2 separate regions of the Mus musculus genome follow, and region 2 is linked to region 1. Evidence: chromatin contacts called from public Hi-C data. All regions are on one chromosome and are shown on one strand. Each heading gives the region's core, a stretch centred on a gene start, on an enhancer-like site or on the middle of the called end of the contact. The rest is flanking DNA. Distances are from core to core; before and after follow the strand shown.

Region 1 (5,924 bases), core at 2,267-4,766:
CACTGAAATATTAAATATTTAACTTCAAAGGGGAAAGTAACTAAGAATCTCACGATTGGAATAAATCGGGTAAAAGCCATGAGAGCTGAACGGATTACTGGCCAGCATCTACTACCACATTCAACCTGACAACCATAAAACTGCTATCCAGAGCAAAGCCAAACAAACACAAAGCCTACCTGTGCAAACACAGGCGTTCTGTATTCCAGACCCTCTCTCTGATGTAAAACACACAGCAGCAACATAATTTTAAATTCAAGTTGAGCTAATCCCAGTACTTGGGAGACTGAAACAGGAGGATCAAATGTTTCAGGTTAACATACATACATACATACATACATACATCATTACCTTAATTACATGCTTATATTACAAATGCTAATTATTCCCGCCCCCCCAAAAAACCTGTTTGCACAAGAGGGTTTGTATAGCTTCTGGGAACCTGCCCCCAGTTGGTTCTGAATGGTAAATAAAGATGCCAGCAGCCAATAGCTGGAGAGGACAGACAGAGGCAGGATTTTACGGACCAGGAGAAGAGGAAGGAGATCTACCACACCTTAGGAGAGAGGAGACACAGAGGCTGCCATGGGGTATAGAAGCCAGGAGAGCACCCCAGACTCTGCTTTAAGAAAACGTGGCCCAGAAGGCTGACAAATTGGAGTTAAGAGCAGCCAAGATGGAAGACAGAAACTAGTAAGTAGTAACTCGGGATTATCTGAGGGAGGTAGAGTCTAGCAGCACGGAGGCTAGGCAGTTAAGCAGCTATTGTTCTGCTTAGGGCATGTTAAAATGTAAAGGCTGTGTGTGTGTGTGTGTGTGTGTGTGTGTGTGTGTGTGTGTGTGTGTGTCTGTGTGTGTGTGTGTGTGTGTGTGTGTGTGTGTGTGTGTGTGTGTTTTGTTCCAGAACATCAACCACTGAGGTGGGAAGCAACCCTGCATTGGGTTTATTAACTAATTATTAATTCAATACCTTATAGCAAAACATTAAGGAGTAGGGATATAACTCAGCATGGGCAAGGCTCTGGGTCAGGTGGTCTCACTCCAAAAGAAATTTGGCTGCAGGGCTTGAGAGATGGCTCAGTTCAGTGTGAATCCTTAGCATACATATAAAGCTGAGGCTAGGAGGTCATTAGGAATGGGCTCTGACGGCTATGCCCACCTGCAGTTCTGCCCTATTCTGTTTATGTCTGTCCCAGTGATCCACCGACAAGATGGCAGAGAATCCTCTGAAACCTAAAACCAGCTAGCCTGGAATACACATTAGAGACAATGGGAGCCTGTCTTCAACAAGTAACCCCAAGGTTGTTCCCTGACCTCCACATGGGCACTGTGCTGCACATTTGCCCACATAAACACATGTGCACACACAGACATACACACATTTTATATACCATCTACACCGAAAGAAAGGAAGAGAGAAAGAGAGAGAGAAAGAGAGAGAGAAAGAGAGAGAGAAAGAGAGAAAGAGAGAGAGAAAGAGAGAGAGAAAGAGAGAGAGAAAGAGAGAGAGAAAGAGAGAGAGAAAGAGAGAGAGAAAGAGAGAGAGAAAGAGAGAGAGAGAGAGAGAGAGAGAGAGAGAGAGAAAGAGAGAAAGAGAGAGAGAAAGAGAGAAAGAGAGAAAGAGAGAAAGAGAGAAAGAGAGAAAGAGAGAAAGAGAGAAAGAGAGAAAGAGAGAAAGGAAGGAAGGAAGGAAGGAAGGAAGAAAGAAAGAAAGAAAGAAAGAAAGAAAGAAAGAAAGAAAGAAAGAAAGGAAGAGAGAGAGAAGGGAAGGAGGGAGGAGGGAGGGAGGGAAGGAGGGAGGGAGGGGGGAGGGGAGGGAGGAAGGAAGGAAGGAAGGAAGGAAGGAAGGAAAAGAAAGAAAGAAAGAAAGAAAGAAAGAAAGAAAGAAAGAAAGAAAGAAAGAAAGGAAGAAAGAAAGAGAGAGACAGAAGGACCATCCTCAGTGTCCCATGTAAGAACATAAAATTATTTTAAATGTTTTGCCATTTTTTCAAGAAAACTAATGGCACTATAAATGTTGAGTTGTACATATAAATTAAGTTAGCTATACAAGTACATAAATAAAGTAGAATTAGAAAGTCAAAGGATCCAATACACAAAGTGGGTCAGGAATAATGTAATTTCCAGGTCTGAAAGTTAACTGAATTACCTGCTTCCTGGTGTCCAGAACCAAAAAGTTACATATTTTTCATTTGCAAGAAAAAAAAATAGCATCCAATTTTTCTCTAGGGAAAGGAAAAAAACTCCTAGCACACGGGTGTAGAAGCCATTTCCCACATGGCTTAGCTAAAGAACAAAGAGCAACAGTGCAGACAATATCCTTCATTCATCCACACACAAATGCAAGTACAATGAACACATGGCTACTTTCCTAATTTCTATTTTTAAAAAAGCTGTTAAAGGCCAAAGGCATAGATTATGCCTGGCTTTCAATTCACTTCTCCCAGAATCTTAACTTCAGACCAAGATGGATCTCAAAATAACGTATTCTGCAGAATCTCCCCAAATATCCTTTCCGTCTGCAAACTCACTGAGACAGAGGAGTATTCAGCCATCCTCAGGGATGAAGAGCTAGAGAGCCCATGTCCTGCTACTTTAGCTAGCCTGAGAGGAGGTTCCCCAGGCTGAAGGACACCTTAGGCTCCAGTAAATTAAGGACAAACACACCACATGCCTGTGTGCACAGAGCAAGCTCGTACAAGATGGAAGGGCCAGCAATAACAAGCACACACACACTGTCTACAATGTACCTGATAAGCTTTGAGGACGGGAAACAAAGCAGGTGAAGAGGGACCAAGGCCTCTGCAGGCCTTTCCAGAGAGGTAGCTAGGGAACAGGAAAGGCCTAGGCAAGTACAAGAAGGGACATTAGTGGAAACCAGGCCAAGGACAGAGCAGCAGCAAGACCAGACTTGGACTCACCCTTATACGTGGAGACCTCAGGTCTAGCCTCAGACCACTAGAAACCAACTCTTCTAGAAAATGTCTAGAGACATCCCTTTTGATGCAGCCTTATACAGACACCTAGACGTGCCTGGGACGCCTACTTCCTGCATCCCTGAAGGTTTCCACACCAGCCAAGTGTTTTAAAATGATGTCCATTTGGTATAAGACATACTGTAAGGTTCCATACTGTTTACAATTGCAGCAGATGTCTGTCCAGGTTGGCCATTTCAATTCTAGCTTAGTGCTGGCGGATCCTTTGTGACTCTTCTGGTTGTGGGACACTAGAATAAACCTCTGTCCTCGAAATTAATAACACTGTTATTATCCTGTGAATATTGAATCTGGATGTGGAGGGGTGGGTCGATTGGACACACCACTCAGCTTCAAAGTGCCTTAGCTGTGCTGTCCCCATAAATGCATGTAACGTTTCCAGAAGGCTCACTCGGACATGACTAGAAAGTAAACACGCGGGCAAGCCTATGTTCAAGAACAGAGCTTTGTGGTACATGCTCTCAGTGCCAAGCACCTGCAATGTTGCCAGCTGTCTTACTGAGTGCTTTCTCTACACGGGCACATGGGGCAAGTGACTGCACTGCTGTGAACCCACTCAAGGGCACCATTCCTATTCTACTCGCAAGGAAACAAACTCAGGCAGATAGATACTTTACTTGCCTGGTGAACTGCAGACACAGAAGGTGGACCCAAACAGTGGAATTCCATCCTCTCACACCGTGTCTTAACTTAAAGCACTGGAAAGAGAAAAGAAGTGAGGATAGACCCCTTGGCTAACGAGAGCTGGGGTCTCACTAAGATCCAGATATATGCACCCCAGACTGCAGGGCGTCTACCTGTTACTAATAAGGGGCATGCAGTGCAGAACCACGGGACAGACCGCAGAGCTCTGACAACAGGATACGGGTGCACCTTCTGAGCACACACTACCGACTCCCCAGCTGCCCTTCTGGGTTTTAGTGTGTTTTAAGGGTTTTGTTTTTGTCTTGCTTTGTTTTTTAAAAAGGGACACACCACTCCACCCAAATCATCAAGATAGGGTGGGTGGAGACGGGAGACTCACTTGCAGTTATCAAGCAGATGGAGGAAAAAGGAAAAGTTCAGCTAGAAGCAGCTACAGAGGGAAGGAAAAGAAACCCAAGTCCATCTCTTGCTAAGAAGACCTTCTGAATTTCAGCCCTGTGGGACACTTTTAGGAGCCAAGCTTGGATGCTATGGTTGAGATGCCATTCAAAGAGCACGATGAGGCTTTCTCCCTGAGGCCTGCTGGTGTCACGGCCCTTAGGGAAACGGACTCAGGATGCGTGAAACAAAAATGATAGAAACACAAAAGGAGACACCGCCTTATAAAGGAATTCCCAGCTACTCCTGCAGATCTCAGCTTCCGACAAGCACCAGCTGAGGGGAGTGAGCTAGACAGGGCGTTCTGAAGCGCACTCAGCCCCCGTGGAGATAACCCCACATCCGCCTGAGTACAGCCACATCAGTGTCAGGAGCCCAACTTCAGGAAGCAGGAAAGCCCTACAGGGGACTCAAAGATTGGAACAACAGATTCCTGTTTCTAGCCAGACCTGGAAAACCTCAATGCATAATCAAGTGAGCACAGGAACAACCCCACGGTGGGAAAGGCATGTCCCATGGGAACGCTTTCCCATCCCACAGCGTTCAGGACCCAGGGTCTTCCATCCCCTTGCACCACAAACAAAGACACCTCGGGCATGGTAATAATCTACATATGGTAGCCTTCAAATAAAACGGCTCAAATAAAAACCTCACTCTTGAAGCACCACAAGTACCATAAGCCTGGGGCACTTTCTGCCTGAAGAAGCAACTCTGAGGACCCCAGACTCCTCCCGCTGACCTCACTCCCTCACCCCTACCTTCCCAGAAGTCAAGGAAAATAAGGCTTCCCAAACCAATTCTCACCAGGCTGGAAAGTAAAAGAACTCAGCGTCCTCTCCTTCTTCTTCTGCATTCCCCTGCCTCCTTTTCTATACAGTCCTAGCCAGCTATGTCTTAAGGGGTTTACTAAGCTCCTAGGAGCTCCCAGAAAAGACCACTGTCTCCTAAGAGAATCCAGAAGAGCTACAATAACAGATATCATGGCAATATGCTGGACTCAAGTTTCCATATTAGCTGAGCAAACAGACAGTCATCTAAAACAAACCCAGAGAAGAGAGCTCAGGGAACCACAAGGCACAGTGTCTTTTAGAATTCAAACAGTAAATATGCAAAGAGAACAACCAGGTCTCTCCAATGACGGTCAACACACCACAGAAGCCCCTGTGGGACAAATCTTCACTCACACACGCAATGAGTATCTCTCTGCAACCATGTGCATGCACGCTGGGTGTCTGTATTTAACAACTACATTCACATCACTGCTTTAAGAGTGCACAAAGACGCTGTTACTAACAATACCTGGACTAATCACTCAAGCCTGGACAAATACTGACCCTGTGCTAGTTTCTTTCCTGCTCTCCGCCTGCCACTAACACGGGACCCTGGATCTCACTTGCTTGAGCATAGTGCTACTCTCAACCAGCAAACACTTCTCAAGTAGCAGGCCTGTGAGAAACAGCAAACACCCTAGACAAGGTCACCTCTCAGCTTCAGTGCTCTCCTGGCTTTGGGTGACCAGTTCTGGTTGGTTATGTGCTAGATTCCTGACCTCTACCAACACTGTTCCTTCTCCCATTCCCACTCCCAACCCTTCACCTCCACATCCATCCTGGACCCCTGAAGACCTCCCTTCTCTGCAGAACACCTCCTTGTATCTCAGAACCAACCTTGCCACCTTCCCTTGGAGTGTAAACCACTGATCGCTTTGGTTACACCACAGATCGTCTCTTGTGTCACTCCTAAATCTATCCTTTTGAACCCTAAGCCAAAATGCCATAGTATTTGGAAGTGGGACATTGTGAAGGAAATGCAGAGTCGAGCCCTTGTGATGAATTCACACCCTTG
Region 2 (5,924 bases), core at 1,503-4,002, 3.0 Mb before region 1:
TCTTTGCCCCTTTTCCCAAATGGAAGTGAAATCCTCCCTGGAAGACTTCTGAGGACTAAAGTATAGAATGTTGCAAGATCATTGCTCAGTGGAGAACTTAGCACACATTAGGAACTCGATAAGGAGTAGTAAAAAGGAGAAAGAGTAGAAGAAAGCAGTGAGAGGAAAGCAAAATGACTAATACCTGGCTTTGTAAGCTGGATAAGCTATGAAATGTTCATTCTGGATCTTTTGGGTAGGAAAATCTTGAGTGTTTTAATTATGTACCTAGAAAATAGACACAGTTGAGGTAAGTATTCTTAATACTTAGAAGATTGTGGTAGAATGAGTCAAGGGATGAGAATAGTCGGATATGTCAGTGATCTCTTGAGAAGGTGGCAACACGGTTGGTTACTCGGAATCAGAGCCTCTGGAGGAGCTCATTAAATCCCAAGCTTAAGTTAGTGTTCCAAATTCCTGATCCCAGTGCTCTTGACATTCAAGATGGCAGACCCCTTTAAGATAATGGCATGCCCGTTTATTTTAGCCCTGTTTCCCTTGGGCATCCTGTTAGTAGCATAGATCTTAGGCTACATCCCTCTACATATTGGACTGTTTAATATTATTTAATATTTTCTGAGGATTTTCAGGTTTAAATTTTTATCATTTACATGCTGACTTTATGGTTTGTTCAAAATTGACATTACAACTGAACTCTCAGCAACACGTTCCTTCTGAACCACGTTTCGTTGCTTATGCCAGTTACTTGGTTAGCTGTTGCACACCTCTCTTGCTGCCAGCTATTGTCTACTTTTGAAGACAGCAGTTGGTTTTACATCTGTGTTCTCTGCAGTAGAGGAGGTTCACTGACTTGGGTGGCAGGAATCTCTAAGAACTATGTCAGTAATGAGAAGTCATCTCACTGAGAGGCTAGTTTGTTTCTTAGCCCCTTCTCCCTACCCAGAACCAACACTGTTTTCAGAGACCTCGTTTTGGGGGAAGAAAATTCTTACAGGAACCACAACACTGAAAAGGAAGTAAATGTGTTAACAGTTTTGATAGATACATTTCTCTAAAACATATATTATCTAATACATGTATCCCTTCCAGAAAGATTTAAATTGTGTTTACTAGGAAAATATTATGATAAATGCTAGTAATTCGGAATTGGTCCTGTTGCCATATTTCACACACACACACACACACACACACGTGTACATGAGCATGGCTGCATAAGAAAGTGAATATGGCTAATCATTCTCACTTTCCACAGGACTTTTGAAGGTTCTTCTTTAAATCAGCTTAGTTTGGTATTTGTTTTCTTTATGTCTGTGAGAATGTTTAGCAACAGAATATGGGTTTATTTAAAAGAAAATATAACCCACATGCTTGACTGCATTGAGAGTAACCAGTGAAAGAACAACTACATTGTGCACACCACTGCTGCCCTCCAGGCACATTGTCCTTCTCCCTGCTCCTAATAGAGACAGGGAGCATCCAGCTTCAGTGTTGACACTGAGCAACATGCTTCAGTGGGACAAAACAAAACTGGACTTTGGGGGGTTTGTTTATTTGTATATATTTTAAAGTCTTTTGTAAAATACTCAATAAGGAATTACATTTTATAGTGAAGGGCCATTTTGTCCTTTCTCTTTCCGACTCCTTAAGTAACTTGTTCACTTTGGTGATGATACTGATTAACCCAGGACAGGATAAGGAGATCTTTTAGCTCCTGCTGTTTCCAAAACATTTCCCCCATACTGTAATGAAAGGGGAGGAGAGGTTTGTGGGCAGTTACAATCTCCATCGATCCTGAGGGAAGCTGATGTGTTTTAACAGTGGCCTTAGAGGGCAACCATGTGTAGCTCAATTCACACAGCCTGATTAAAACAAGTAATAAACAAACAAACAGCAGCACAGGGTTCCTGGGAGAAGGTAAACTTTGACTGGGAGCTCTTGCCACATTACCTGCTGCGTGCCCTCTGTCCTACTGCAGTGTCACTTGGTCTTTTACTAAGCAACCCAGTTAGGCAGAGAAAAGTAAGTGCCATTTCCAGGCCCAGTCCCCACTCCTCGCCAACCAGGCTGCTGAGTGTGTTACTCTCTTTGTGAAGTGGACATCTGTCAAACGGGAGCTCAACTGTGACTAGCAGTTCATTTTACACAGGCCATCATACAGCTGCCAGATGGTGACAGGCCTTAGCTGTTTTGTGAGTCCAGTGTGAGTTGTTCAACTCGAGAAGTGGAAAACACAGTCTTTCCACAAGCCTATGACTCTTCAGAGAAAATGCTTCTGGAAGCCAAGACTTTGCTCTAATCTGAGTGAAGGTAGAAAAAGACTTAAGAAAGGGTAATGAGTAAATATACCACATTTAAAAATTGCTTCTTTTAGGTTTTAGTCTTTATCTAATTGTGCTTTAATCTGTGTTTGGAAGCACTGCTTTTAAGCCAGACATGCCAGACTTTAGAGTTAAGTCCCAAGGCCAATAAGTTTGAGATCATTTAAGAAACAAAAGGGGAGTGCCATGGCAGAACCTAGTTGTCTAACCAAGCTCAGTGCCATGGCAGAATGTGGTTGTCTAACCAAGCTCATCACTAGTGTGTGGACCTGCCACACATCCTCAGGACTGGGATGCTTGGGAGATAAGGAAGAGATACTGGCTCTGGCTTCCTTCACCATGCATCAGCCAAGGAGCTGCATGAGAGTGAATAGAACTGTGGTGAGCTGCCCTAGCAACAGTCCTGTGCTACCGACTCTCCATCACATGTCTGCAATGAAAACACTGTGCTTTGAGAGGACTTTAAAGTCAGGAAACCGTTAAACCACACTGCATCCTCCTTTGCCCTCAACCACTCCCCCTCCCCCCCTCAGGAAAATGGACCCTCTTTTATAGAACAGGAACCTGAAACAAAGATTAAGTGGTATGTTTGAACAGAGTTTATAATCCCAGGAAAATTGCTGATCTAGTCTTAAAATCTAACACATCTTTCAGAGTAATTTTTAATGTTCTTGCTTCTTTTACCTAAACCATGTGTGTTTCTTGTGACCTTGATTTAACCTTAATAGTGTATATGAAGTTCAAAAGGCAGCTTAGCCTCCATCTTTTTTGTTCCTGGCATTTTTTTTTTCAAATAAAAAGAGTCATATAATATTATACTGTTAAAAATCAAAGCTCGATGAACACTTTGAAAATCTTTTTGAGTTTTTAAGACTTATTTTCATAAATCTTCATACATTTCTTGTTAGAAGAATGTCTTTTGTATTCCAAAAACTCCTATGCCTCGATCAGTGTCTAGAATGAGAGAGACATTCAAAATTCTCCGAAGACTGACTGAATGAAATGAGCTCTACTTTGTGGCTTAGCACTAGCTTACCCGTTTTTAGTTATTCTCACCAAGCAGGCACAAGCTTCTGTACATCTGTGCGCTTACACTGCCATCCCTATGTGATAGACAGTGTGAGGTAGCCTGGAAATACAAGGACAGCGTGGTCTAGGTCCACAGCGTTTTAATACTCTTTTAGAAATTGGAGTAGAGTGTACCATTTTATAGTTGAATTTGTGTTTGTCTGTGCTTGCACATGCATGTATGTATTATAGAAAGGGGAATTGTAACATTCTTTTTTAAAGCTGTGACCAAAGAAATGATATTAACAATAGTAATGTACAAATCAAACAAAAGAATATCAGTACTGTTCTGTGTTCATTTTCGATGTGTGCATTACCTTGCCAGATACACACTAAAAACCAGACTTCTAATAGTAGAACTTACTAGGTTTCAGGGAAGGCTGCACCTAACCTCTACTCAGCACAGCTAAAAAGGAAGTTTTCACTTGGGCTGGCAAGATGACTCGTTGGTTAAGTGTGCTTGTTGGACAAGGCTGATGATTTGAGTTTGATCCCCAGGACCCACATGAAAGGGGTCGGTAAGGACAGACGTCACCAAGTTGTCCACACACACCTTTTTTTTAAAAAAGATGTTTGCTCTACCCACAATCCTGCTGTGATGTCTGTTAGCACTCCAAAATGTACAGAACTGAGGCGCTTCTTATGTGTGGTTCTATTTATTGACGCATTTATAACCCTCAGTTACTTGGGACCAGAAGGAGCAGACCGACAGTGCGTTTTATAAATTGCTGAACTGACACTTTTGGTACTGGGGCATATGCGCTTTACTAGCTTCAGTACATCTCTGTGCCAGGTTTAATTTCTGTTTCCCCTTCGCCTACCAGATAGAACACTAACTTTACATAAAAGGTATGGACTTGAATGATGGTATAACTGAAAAAGTTACTGGTCATGATTGAGAACAGGGTGTGTGAAGTAAGATCGTAACTGCCCTCAGTCTCTGACCTCCAACCCCTCCATGATCTAGAATAAGCTGCTTGATTTCTCCTGCCTTAGCTTCCTAATCAACAAAGCCGCACGGGGTTGTTACACAGTTAAGTAAAGGAGATCCTAATTTAGAGCACTCGTGGATGCCTTATGTCCAAGAAGCTGTTTCTTCAGCTGAGGAAGCGGAAGTACAAGTTAGATGAGAACAGCCTTTGTTCAAAGCAGTTTGGCCTTTCAGTAAAAGCAGTCCTCAGTGTCATGGCAGTAATTACAGCATGGATACTTAAAGACTGCTTATGTGCCTGGATAGTGCCAAGGGCCTACTCTCCACTCTTATTACATATTCTCACAGAAATATCTAGGGCACGTTGTGCCTCCCTCGATACCTCGTGTGTTCTGTATTATGCTGCAGTTGTGTGTGCACTTTTATTGAACTTTCAGTTTCTTGCTTTCAGAGGCCATTTTATCTATTTGTCTTTTATATTCATTTGTTGCTTCTGTTTGTTTCTTAAGGCAAAGTCCTATATCCCAGAAGGGCCTTGAACTCAGAATCTTCCCACTTAGCCTCTAAAGAAACTGCAGATGTGCATTACCATGCCCATGTGGTTGTTTTAACCCATCAGTACATTTAGAACTCAATGCAGTGCCTTCACACAGCCAATTACTGTAGAGAGAGAGAGACCTATCTTATCCCAGCAGCTCATCTTTTTCTTTTCATATTTGAAATACAGAATCCATTGTATTCCTGGTTTGAGTCAACTGGTAGGCACACTATGGAGCATGAAATGATATTGTTTCAACTAAAACAAAAGTAAGGGAGTCACTTTAGGGTGTCACTGTAGAGTGAAGCACTTTGACATTTAAAGTGAAAAAAGGAAGAAGAACAACTTGGTGTGTAGTCTCAATCTCTTCCACAATAGGATCTGGGCCTCTCAGCAGTGTGCTCACCTGAAACCCTGCCAGTCCTACAGATGTTTCCTTTGGCTCTGGTGTGAAGAACCATGCTGCAGTCCTCAGAACAACTCTGTTCTGACAGGGACTGATGTGAAAGGGAGGTGACCACATACAAAAATGACCTCGTAGTTTCTACCCACTTCTAGTTTCTGCTCACTGAGTGCCAACACATCTACCATTTTTATGAGGCTGTGAAAACCCCACTTTGTGAGTGTGTGCTTGGAGCTGTAAGGTGATGATGGGCTTTACCTTAGGGTGTGACCCTAGAAGATCCTCGAAGGGCGTGATGAATGGAATTCTTCCAGACCTCAGAGTTGCTTTCTTCCTTTGTTGGTTTGTTCCTTGTTTACCTTTGAGAACGTAGATTGTGACGCACAGAACCAAATTATTATCAGGGACAAGAGAGGACAGACATAAAGAACGACTAGCACGAAGTTAAGATAATCGTGCAGAATGTTGTAATCTCTAGCCTGCCATGTCTCCTTGCAAATGTTAGCTGTTCTTTGGAACTAGATGATCTATTAGCAAATGGCTTTACATGTGCTTTACATACATGTCTTTCTACTGTCCTTCTGCACAGCAGTAGTCATTGTACTTCCAGTCAGTGACTCTCACAGTCCTGGGGTATCTGTGACTCCTGCTGCCTTGCGTTCAGTC

Evidence for each region. Hi-C and Micro-C count contacts between places; a contact is called where the count stands out from the background.
Region 2: a Hi-C map of CD8 T cells shows a contact between it and region 1, with 5 times the contacts expected there. The contact joins two enhancer-like sites. A contact is called at or near these places in 2 of 484 Hi-C or Micro-C datasets (CD8 T cells and natural killer cells) and 2 of 115 datasets of contacts at active chromatin or transcription factors (memory CD8 T cells and regulatory T cells).

The regions. Positions count from the first base shown.
Region 1 is chr2:3,729,418-3,735,341 of GRCm38.p6, reverse strand. All of the region lies in intron 1 of Fam107b (family with sequence similarity 107, member B), which reads right to left. Among named protein-coding and RNA genes, the nearest start is that of Fam107b, 19 kb to the right of the region's middle. Within about 2 kb of position 3,516, at least 86 of the 459 cell types and tissues checked have an H3K27ac peak or open chromatin away from gene starts, as enhancers often do. A contact at or near this core is called in CD8 T cells, memory CD8 T cells and regulatory T cells, where this site is marked.
Region 2 is chr2:6,704,324-6,710,247 of GRCm38.p6, reverse strand. The region is part of intron 2 of Celf2 (CUGBP, Elav-like family member 2); the gene reads left to right. Among named protein-coding and RNA genes, the nearest start is that of Celf2, 180 kb to the left of the region's middle. Within about 2 kb of position 2,752, at least 128 of the 459 cell types and tissues checked have an H3K27ac peak or open chromatin away from gene starts, as enhancers often do. A contact at or near this core is called in CD8 T cells, memory CD8 T cells and regulatory T cells, where this site is marked.